Linked DNA regions of Mus musculus: region 2 is linked to region 1. The links are chromatin contacts, called in public HiChIP or PLAC-seq maps. All regions are on one chromosome and are shown on one strand. Each heading gives the region's core, a stretch centred on a gene start, on an enhancer-like site or on the middle of the called end of the contact. The rest is flanking DNA. Distances are from core to core; before and after follow the strand shown.

The links. HiChIP or PLAC-seq counts read pairs in DNA pulled down with a chosen protein or histone mark.
Region 2: a contact with region 1 is called in an H3K27ac HiChIP or PLAC-seq map of microglia, with 4 times the contacts expected there. The contact joins two enhancer-like sites. A contact is called at or near these places in 4 of 484 Hi-C or Micro-C datasets (adipose-derived mesenchymal stem cells, bone marrow-derived macrophages, myocytes and 1 more) and 3 of 115 datasets of contacts at active chromatin or transcription factors (large pre-B cells, microglia and neural progenitor cells).

The regions. Positions count from the first base shown.
Region 1 is chr10:84,145,789-84,149,524 of GRCm38.p6, reverse strand. No RefSeq gene overlaps it. Among named protein-coding and RNA genes, the nearest start is that of Gm40727, 37 kb to the right of the region's middle. Within about 2 kb of position 1,639, at least 19 of the 459 cell types and tissues checked have an H3K27ac peak or open chromatin away from gene starts, as enhancers often do. A contact at or near this core is called in microglia, where this site is marked.
Region 2 is chr10:84,387,178-84,390,913 of GRCm38.p6, reverse strand. All of the region lies in intron 4 of Nuak1 (NUAK family, SNF1-like kinase, 1), which reads left to right. Among named protein-coding and RNA genes, the nearest start is that of Nuak1, 52 kb to the left of the region's middle. Within about 2 kb of position 2,028, at least 96 of the 459 cell types and tissues checked have an H3K27ac peak or open chromatin away from gene starts, as enhancers often do. A contact at or near this core is called in microglia, where this site is marked.

The DNA of each region.
Region 1 (3,736 bases), core at 390-2,889:
TTCCCTCTCCACCATTACCAATACTCTGGCCCTTGAAGACACATAAATGGATGCCTTTAACATTTTAAATAATAAATACAGAGTGATACCCATAAGTGGAGGAGAAAAGCTTGGGGATAATGTAAAATATAATAATAATAGTAATAATGATAATAAATAAAAGCAAAATCAAAAACAAAACTGTGATATTCTCCCACTAACAAGAAGCCCAGCCCAATTTTGGACAGTGAATCACAGCCTTGTCCAAGATGCCCTCATTACAATTTCTGCTTTTGACACACTCTAAGTGGATCTCAGCTTCCCCTACAGCCCTGACCACTCCCTGTGTTCTCATCCTATGTAGCCTTTACACTTCTCTCTAAATCTCCATTCTTCCTGACCTCATGTGGCAGGGACAAGGGTCTGCTCCTGGGTCTGCCAGGTACCTTAAGTTGAACAGAAACACTAATTCAATTCTTTTCCACTTGAATTCCCTTTGATTGTGTAGCTCGGACTTCATATCATATCTGGGATGGTGTGATTGACTTTGGGCCCCATGTCAGTGTGAATGCCAGCAGCTCAGATGGTTTAGAAGAAAGCCAGCAATGAGTCCAGCTGCTGTTGCTGGTTTTTTGAAGTATGCTTGAGTGACTGGTGGCTTATAGGACATTAATGTTTCTCTTCATACATAGGTCCCTCAGTATCCACGTGAGACCAAAGTGTGTGAAGGAAGGTCACTGAAAGTCACAAAGCATGGGTTATGGATGAACTTGGATGGGATAGCTGCTCTTTAAACATCTCCATGGGATGACACTCACAACCTTTCTTCCCCACTTCTAGCTTTAATGTTATTTTTTTTTATACTACTTATCAAGTAGCCCAGCCTCTGGGGCAAACTCTTCTTGCATATATACTTATTTAAACATCACAACAACCTTGTGATGAAGGTGTCACCATCCTCTTTTTATAGTTCTGGAAATGAAGTCATCAAGAAGTTAAATCACATAGACCAGCCATAGACCAAACATCTGGCTGACTTTTATGGCATTTGTGGTGTGTGTGATGTGTATGTGTGATGTATGTGTGTGATGTATGTATATGTGTGATGTGTGTGTGTTATATATGTTTGATGTGTGTATGTGTCTATTATGTGTGTGTATTTTGTGTGATGTGTGTAGGTATATGTGTGTGTTATGTGCATTATGTGTGTGTGGTGTGTGTGACATGTATGTATTGTGTGTGATGTGTGTGTAATGTGTATGTATGTGTGTGTGATATGATATGTGTGTATGTGTATGTGTGTGTGATGTGTATGATGTGTGTATGTATGTGTGTGATGTGTGTGATGTATGTGTGATTTGGGTGATGTCTATGATGTGTGTGATGTATGATGTGCATGTGATGTGTGTGATGTGTGCGTTGTGTGTTTACAGATGGTTCTCCTGTGCCTAGAATATATCTGAGACAGAGTAATGGGGTGGAGGCATAACTGGAAATAAAACTGGTACTCTTATTCCTTGTTTTCATTCTGGGTCATCGTGTAAAAAGCTTCCAGAGCTTTCCAGAGTACAACTGCTCTAGGCCTCTTAGAGACTAGGAGATGACACCCAGGAATCTGATTTTCATATACTTCCCAGAAGAGTCTGATGAAATCAGCTCAACTGCAGACTGCAGAATCCACACAGCATGCAGTACTACACTGCTTGGCCAAAACTTTCCAGTGTTGAAGGTTTCTACAATGCAAGTAAAACCACAACATATACATGACAATTCATGTAATTTATGAATTGTCCTTTTGAAATGACTCATTTTTCACAATGCTTCCAATTGCTTTCTCCACAATAGCCATCAGAACAGAAGGGTTAGATCTTGGGAGTCAACTGGTTCTTCCTAACACATGCAGTCCTCCCAATTCATCAGGTTTTGGCCTCATTGTCCTTCCTACTGAAGAAAGCAACTCTCTTGATTAATCTAGGAAGTAACTCAAGTTTCTTTAAATGTCAGTTTTGTTTTGTTTTTAAGGAAGTGAGACCAGAACCGACCTCGTTGACCCTGAGATAATCTTATGTCTTGTTTGACAAGGAGGGTGTTCCAGCTTAGCCACACTTAGTCTAAACTGTGAAACTAGGTGAGAATCCTAGATAATACAATCATTCTATGACCAGGAAGCAAAGAGATCCAAGAAGATGAGTTTTGTTCATAACTACTGAGGAATTCTTAGGCCTTGAAAGGAAAATAACATAATATGTGACCAAGATAGGCATGCAATTCTTGGGCCCCAGGGGATGTTAAAACACAGGTACATGATCATTTACTTAGGAAAGTGGAAAGCAGTTCAAGCATCTAGTGAGTGATTCTGGTGGCTTATTTAAGAGTCCAAAATTCCAACAAGATAGTACACTCTGGTGGTTATGGTACCTCGGGTACATCTTATGCCAATACTTGTTTGAAAAGAAGCTAGATACAGAAGAAACTGTTTTCCCCCTCTAGGACAGAGACCATCTCAGAGTCAACAAAATGTTTCCCAGTACTGTAGAATTGGAGCAGGCACAGGATTCGGGTCTTAACATCACACCCAAGGTCTAGTGGACTCTGCTGGACAAGCTTGGCAACCCTTCAGGATGTGAGAATTCTAGGCTAGCCTTGCACTCCTGGATCCAGAGACAGCTGTTTCAATGTGTGTTCAGGCCACCCCTTTATTCTCCTCACGTGACAAACATAAGTCACTGGGCAAGAGTCCACTTGGTCTTTGGTGGAGTTTGGTCTCTAGTCCCACAGTGTCCCAGAGTAGTCAGGGAGTTTCCTAACATTCTTCAGGGAAGTTGTCACTTCCAGCCCTGCCCTGTATTGTATTCCCTTACAGAGTTAGATGTTAGGGAATTGATCTCATTGAATTTCCCCAAGATCATACATTGAGGTGCAAAGCAGGGCTCAAGCTTGACGTGTCCCAGAAGACTGACTGTCGCAACACACAAGTTCCCAAGTAGACACCAAAGGGCAGAGGAAGGCTGCACAGATCACAGGGCTGAGATGGTTTATGTCCCTAAAGACTTTCCTGATTTTACACCTCAGAAGAGTGAAATGTGAAGGGCAGACATGAGGATCAGGATTGGAGTGTTTGCCTGGCATGTGTAAGACATGGCCCAAGGGAAGTGGCACTTTTAGGAAGTGTGGTCTTGTTGGAATAATTGTTGCCTTGTTGGAGGAAGCGTATCACTGTTTACATGGGCTTTGAGGTCTCCTGGTGCTCATGTTGCACCCAGTGTGGAAAAGAGCCCTTCCTTCTGGTTTCCTGGGGAAGACAGCCTCCTTCTGGCTGACTTTAGATCAAGATAGAGAACTCTTGGCAACTCTAGCACCACGTCTGCCTGCATGCTGCCATGCTCCCTACTATGATGATAAAGGACTGACCCTCTGGAACTATAAGGCAGCCTCAGTTGACTTTTGGTAGCATGTACATTTCACTTAGGCTTGAAGAGATGAGTTTTGCTGAACTTCTTCCAAAATGCTCGCATGGGTATTTTCCTTTTCCTTGATGTCTAGTCATCCCCAGTGAACTTAATCCAGCCTTTCATCTCTACATGCACCCAAAAGGCTTTCTCTAAGATCTCTGATGTATATTACCTCACTTAATCCAATAGCAAGTTTCGGTCCCCATTTGACTGGACCCCCCTAGCAATATGCAAATATATTCTTTGTGCTTTGGTGGCAATTTATTCCACCTATGTAATCTTATTCATTTATATTTTGTGGTTCT
Region 2 (3,736 bases), core at 779-3,278, 240 kb before region 1:
GTAGAACATGGCTGTCACGAGCATCCTTTGAGCCGTCCTTGAGAGACACATCCCCATGGCCTGCCACTCACGGAAGAGTTGACCTCAGTTACATATTTCTGTCCAGTCCACCGAGCCTGGTGAAAATGATGGGTTGAAACAGTTCTCCTTCAGAACAGGAAATGAAATCTCAAATCCCTTTTTGGCAAGTGGCTGGATTATTCTAGAAGGAGCACTAACTATCAAGTGTAAAAATTATGGATTGGGGATGTGTTTCAGATTTCAGATTTCACTTGCTAAAATTGAAAATTGTATTGACAGGGGGAAAAAAACCAAAAAGCCAACTTATGGGCTGTGGGGCTTCCCAGCTCCTTGACCTTGGAAAAACCCCACATAACCCAGTTCCTCCTGTTACAAAATACATAATAATAACAGCCACAGACTTGCTCTAGGTATTTTCTATGTTCAGAATTAAACTGTCAGAATCAACCGTCTGCAAATGAGTCCAGTCTAGGAGTGGAGGCTCTGGAGTTGGATGGCCCAGGTTTGTGTGGTAGCCCTGTCTCTTGCTGATAGCAGGGTTCAGGATAAATTTCTCACGCACTGAACTTAGCTTCTCCTGTCAGGTAGGAAGAAGAGCTGTGTACTGTTTGTTTATTTTCCCCAGTCAATTTTTTCCCGAGAGTTTCTGTGGGCAATCCCCAGTTCTAGGTACCGACAATAAATGTGAAAGTAGTTAGAAATGCATTCAGAGGAGGTGGTGCTTAGCTGTGTCCATCCCAAGAGCTTGCCTAAGTCTAAGTGTCTGGCCCCTGCAGGAGGAAATGCATGGAAAGCCAGAAGCTTGGGCAAGTGGTTCTGGGATGGGGTGGTGGTCGGGCCTGCTGTCAGTTTGGACCCTTGCCTTCTAAGGGTTCCATATCATCTGTTGATCTCAGTGATACCCTGTCCAGATTCTTCCTGCCACCTGTCGCCGGGAGCCCTCGGAACTAAATGTAGACTATACAAGGTCTGGAATGTGAGCCTCTCGCCTGGGGATTGGGTTCTGTGGTACAGTGGGACCTCTTGGTCCCATGCTGTAGCCCCAGAAGTGATAAGGTGCATAGCTTCCTGTGGAGTCATAGAATTCCCTAATGGAGCAGAAGAATGGCCAGAATTCAGAGAGCAATTGTGTTGGGGACAATGGGGCAGCAGCCTGGAAGAACAGCTCATTTGTAAAACCCAAAGCAACAGAGAAGTGACTGTAGGGCATGGGGCTCCTGGGGACCAGGTTTTCCACCTGAGAGCCTCTGTTTTTGTATCCAAGTAGCACACATAGTACTTAATTACAAAAGTCAACTTTGGTCCTATATTTTTCTTTGTCTGTTTTCTTAGGAATCTCTGCTCCTGACATTGCCCAGGGTGGGAACGTGTGTGAGCATGTGTGTGTGTGTGTGTGTGTGTGTGTGTGTGCGCGCGCGTGTGCGCACACTCACACATAATCAAATCTGTCCTTTTAACAAGTCATTATTTACTGTTTCCTCCGTTGCTGCAGAGATGTCAACTAAGACCTGATAGTCTAGTTGAAAGAACTTGTTGAGGGTCGATTTCCAGCCTGGACTGTCTAAGGGGTGTGCCTGAGATCAGGAGTTTGTTGTCTTTCTCATTCCAGAGCATCTCCTGGTGCCTGGCACATGTAAGCATTATAACTGATTGATTTGTGGGCAAAGGAGCCCCTAGCCAGGATTAAAACTCACTCCCATGTTTGACTTCCAGGCAAACTCCATCCTCTTGCACCCACTTCCAAGTGTTTTAAAAATGTGTTTCAGCTGGTGCTGATTTGCCTTCCGGCTGCATGGGAATCCGCGCTTCCTGACTCAGCACTTTGCAGATGCATATTTAGAAAGGACAGTTGCTGACAGAAGCAGTCATACACATGGCCACAAGCTGGCCTTCTGTGTGAATGAAAGGCCATCGCTGCCTGGCCTAGGGGGACCGTGGGTACAAATGGACTACCAACCAACCGGATGTGAGTGGCAAGATCGATCGTGCTAAGGGCAGGGGGAGTGGCTGTCACATTGTGGGTCCACCTCTCCTGTGGCCCCGCGGGAAGTCTCTAAAGATGCTTCTGGCTGGAATGTGTTAGATGTTGCTGCAGTTTTGGTGTGAGCCATGTGACTGGTTGCTCTTCCCTTCTGTGCCTTATGCTGATTTGCAATGAGCACATCTGGTTTTGGAAATTATCTATCTGGCCACGGCAAGAGGGTGCGGCTTCTAAAAATATTCACGCAGTCCAACGGCAGAAGGAATGAGCGCGATGCGCTAGCTGCCTTGGGTCGCATTCCACCCTCTGTGGAAGCGTGGACTAAAATAGCACCCAGCCTAGCATTAATTTGCAATTAATGAAAACAGGCCAGATTCACATCCCACTCTCTGGGAGAATGGAATGCTGACCATTCCCAGAGAAGGCTCCTGTAAAAGTGCCTGCCGGAAGAGGGCCAGGCGCCCGGGTCAGCTGACCTCCTCTTGCAGGGCTGGGAATCTGCAGGGCTTTCAGAGCTCAGGAGAGAGGAACAGAGGGGAGATGATCTACTGCCCCTGTGACAATGGAGGCATGGCTGCTGTGGATAAGAGAGTCGCTTTGAATGGCAGTGACAAGAAGAGATAGAAATCTTGGCAGCTTAGCAAGGCGAAGCTTGGCATCATGGACCTCTGGGCTTTGGAGTGTGAGAACTTTGTAGTCTTGCATTAACTCCTTCATTTACCCATCAGGTGCACCCGAGTGTGTATATGTGGGGTTATTTATATCACAGCATACCTGCGCTGCCTGAGGTCATTCTTCTATCCTTTCAGGAGCTGAATATCTAGTATAGAGCATATGGCTTGATCATAAAATACTTAACCAAGTGTCAAATGCTATGTCGTTAGTCCTGTGCCGGGTGTTGGGGGATTTAATGGGGGAGGGATGGCCAGGTCCCTCTTGTCTTGGAGCTCTGAGTCTGGTGGTCATTTAACTAGTAGTGATAACTAGTCACCAAATATTAAGAAGGCAAAGAAGATAAGGTGTGCCCCCCTCCCTGCAGTGGACTTGGGGTTTCAGCTGGGGCTGAAACCAATAAACAAAAGAGTATGTGATCCACTTGTGCTGTGAAGGAGGTTGATCAGGGTGGGGACGGCGCCTGGCAGTGCCGTTCAGTGAATCTGGTCCAGAAAGGCTCCTTTGCATTGCCCTTGAAATCCTCAAATCTACAAAGCTTTCTCTGCCTTCCTGACCTTGGAACACACGGTTCCCTCTGTCTGGAATGCCCTTTCCATTCCCCCTTATCTGTCTATCCTCTAGGGGGTCTTCCTCCAGAGAGCTTTTCTTATCCCTTGGCAGACCAGATGCCCCTGTGCCATCTGGACGTGCTAAACAGGAAGGGGTGGGTCTGTCTAGCCAGATGGAGCAGAAAGCCTTTGAGGGGGAAGTGGTGACAGGCAGAGTTCTGAAGGCTGGGGAAGGGTCTGCTGGGGAGGGATCTGATGATGAGCTTGCAGAGGGAAGGAAACCGAAGGACGAAAGCACATTTGCTGAACTCCTGCTGGAAGCCAGAGCCCTGGGCCAGACCTTCCATGTGTTGTCTCCTTTCGTCTTTAGAATGTCCTCACCAGGGTGGGACCAAGTGCCTCATTTTTTTTTTTTTTCAGACAGGGAAATTCCTATAGCTCATCAGGAATGAGGCCGACTACAAACCTCTTCTTCGTTATTGCCAACCCCAAGATTTGCCCTGTCTCAGAG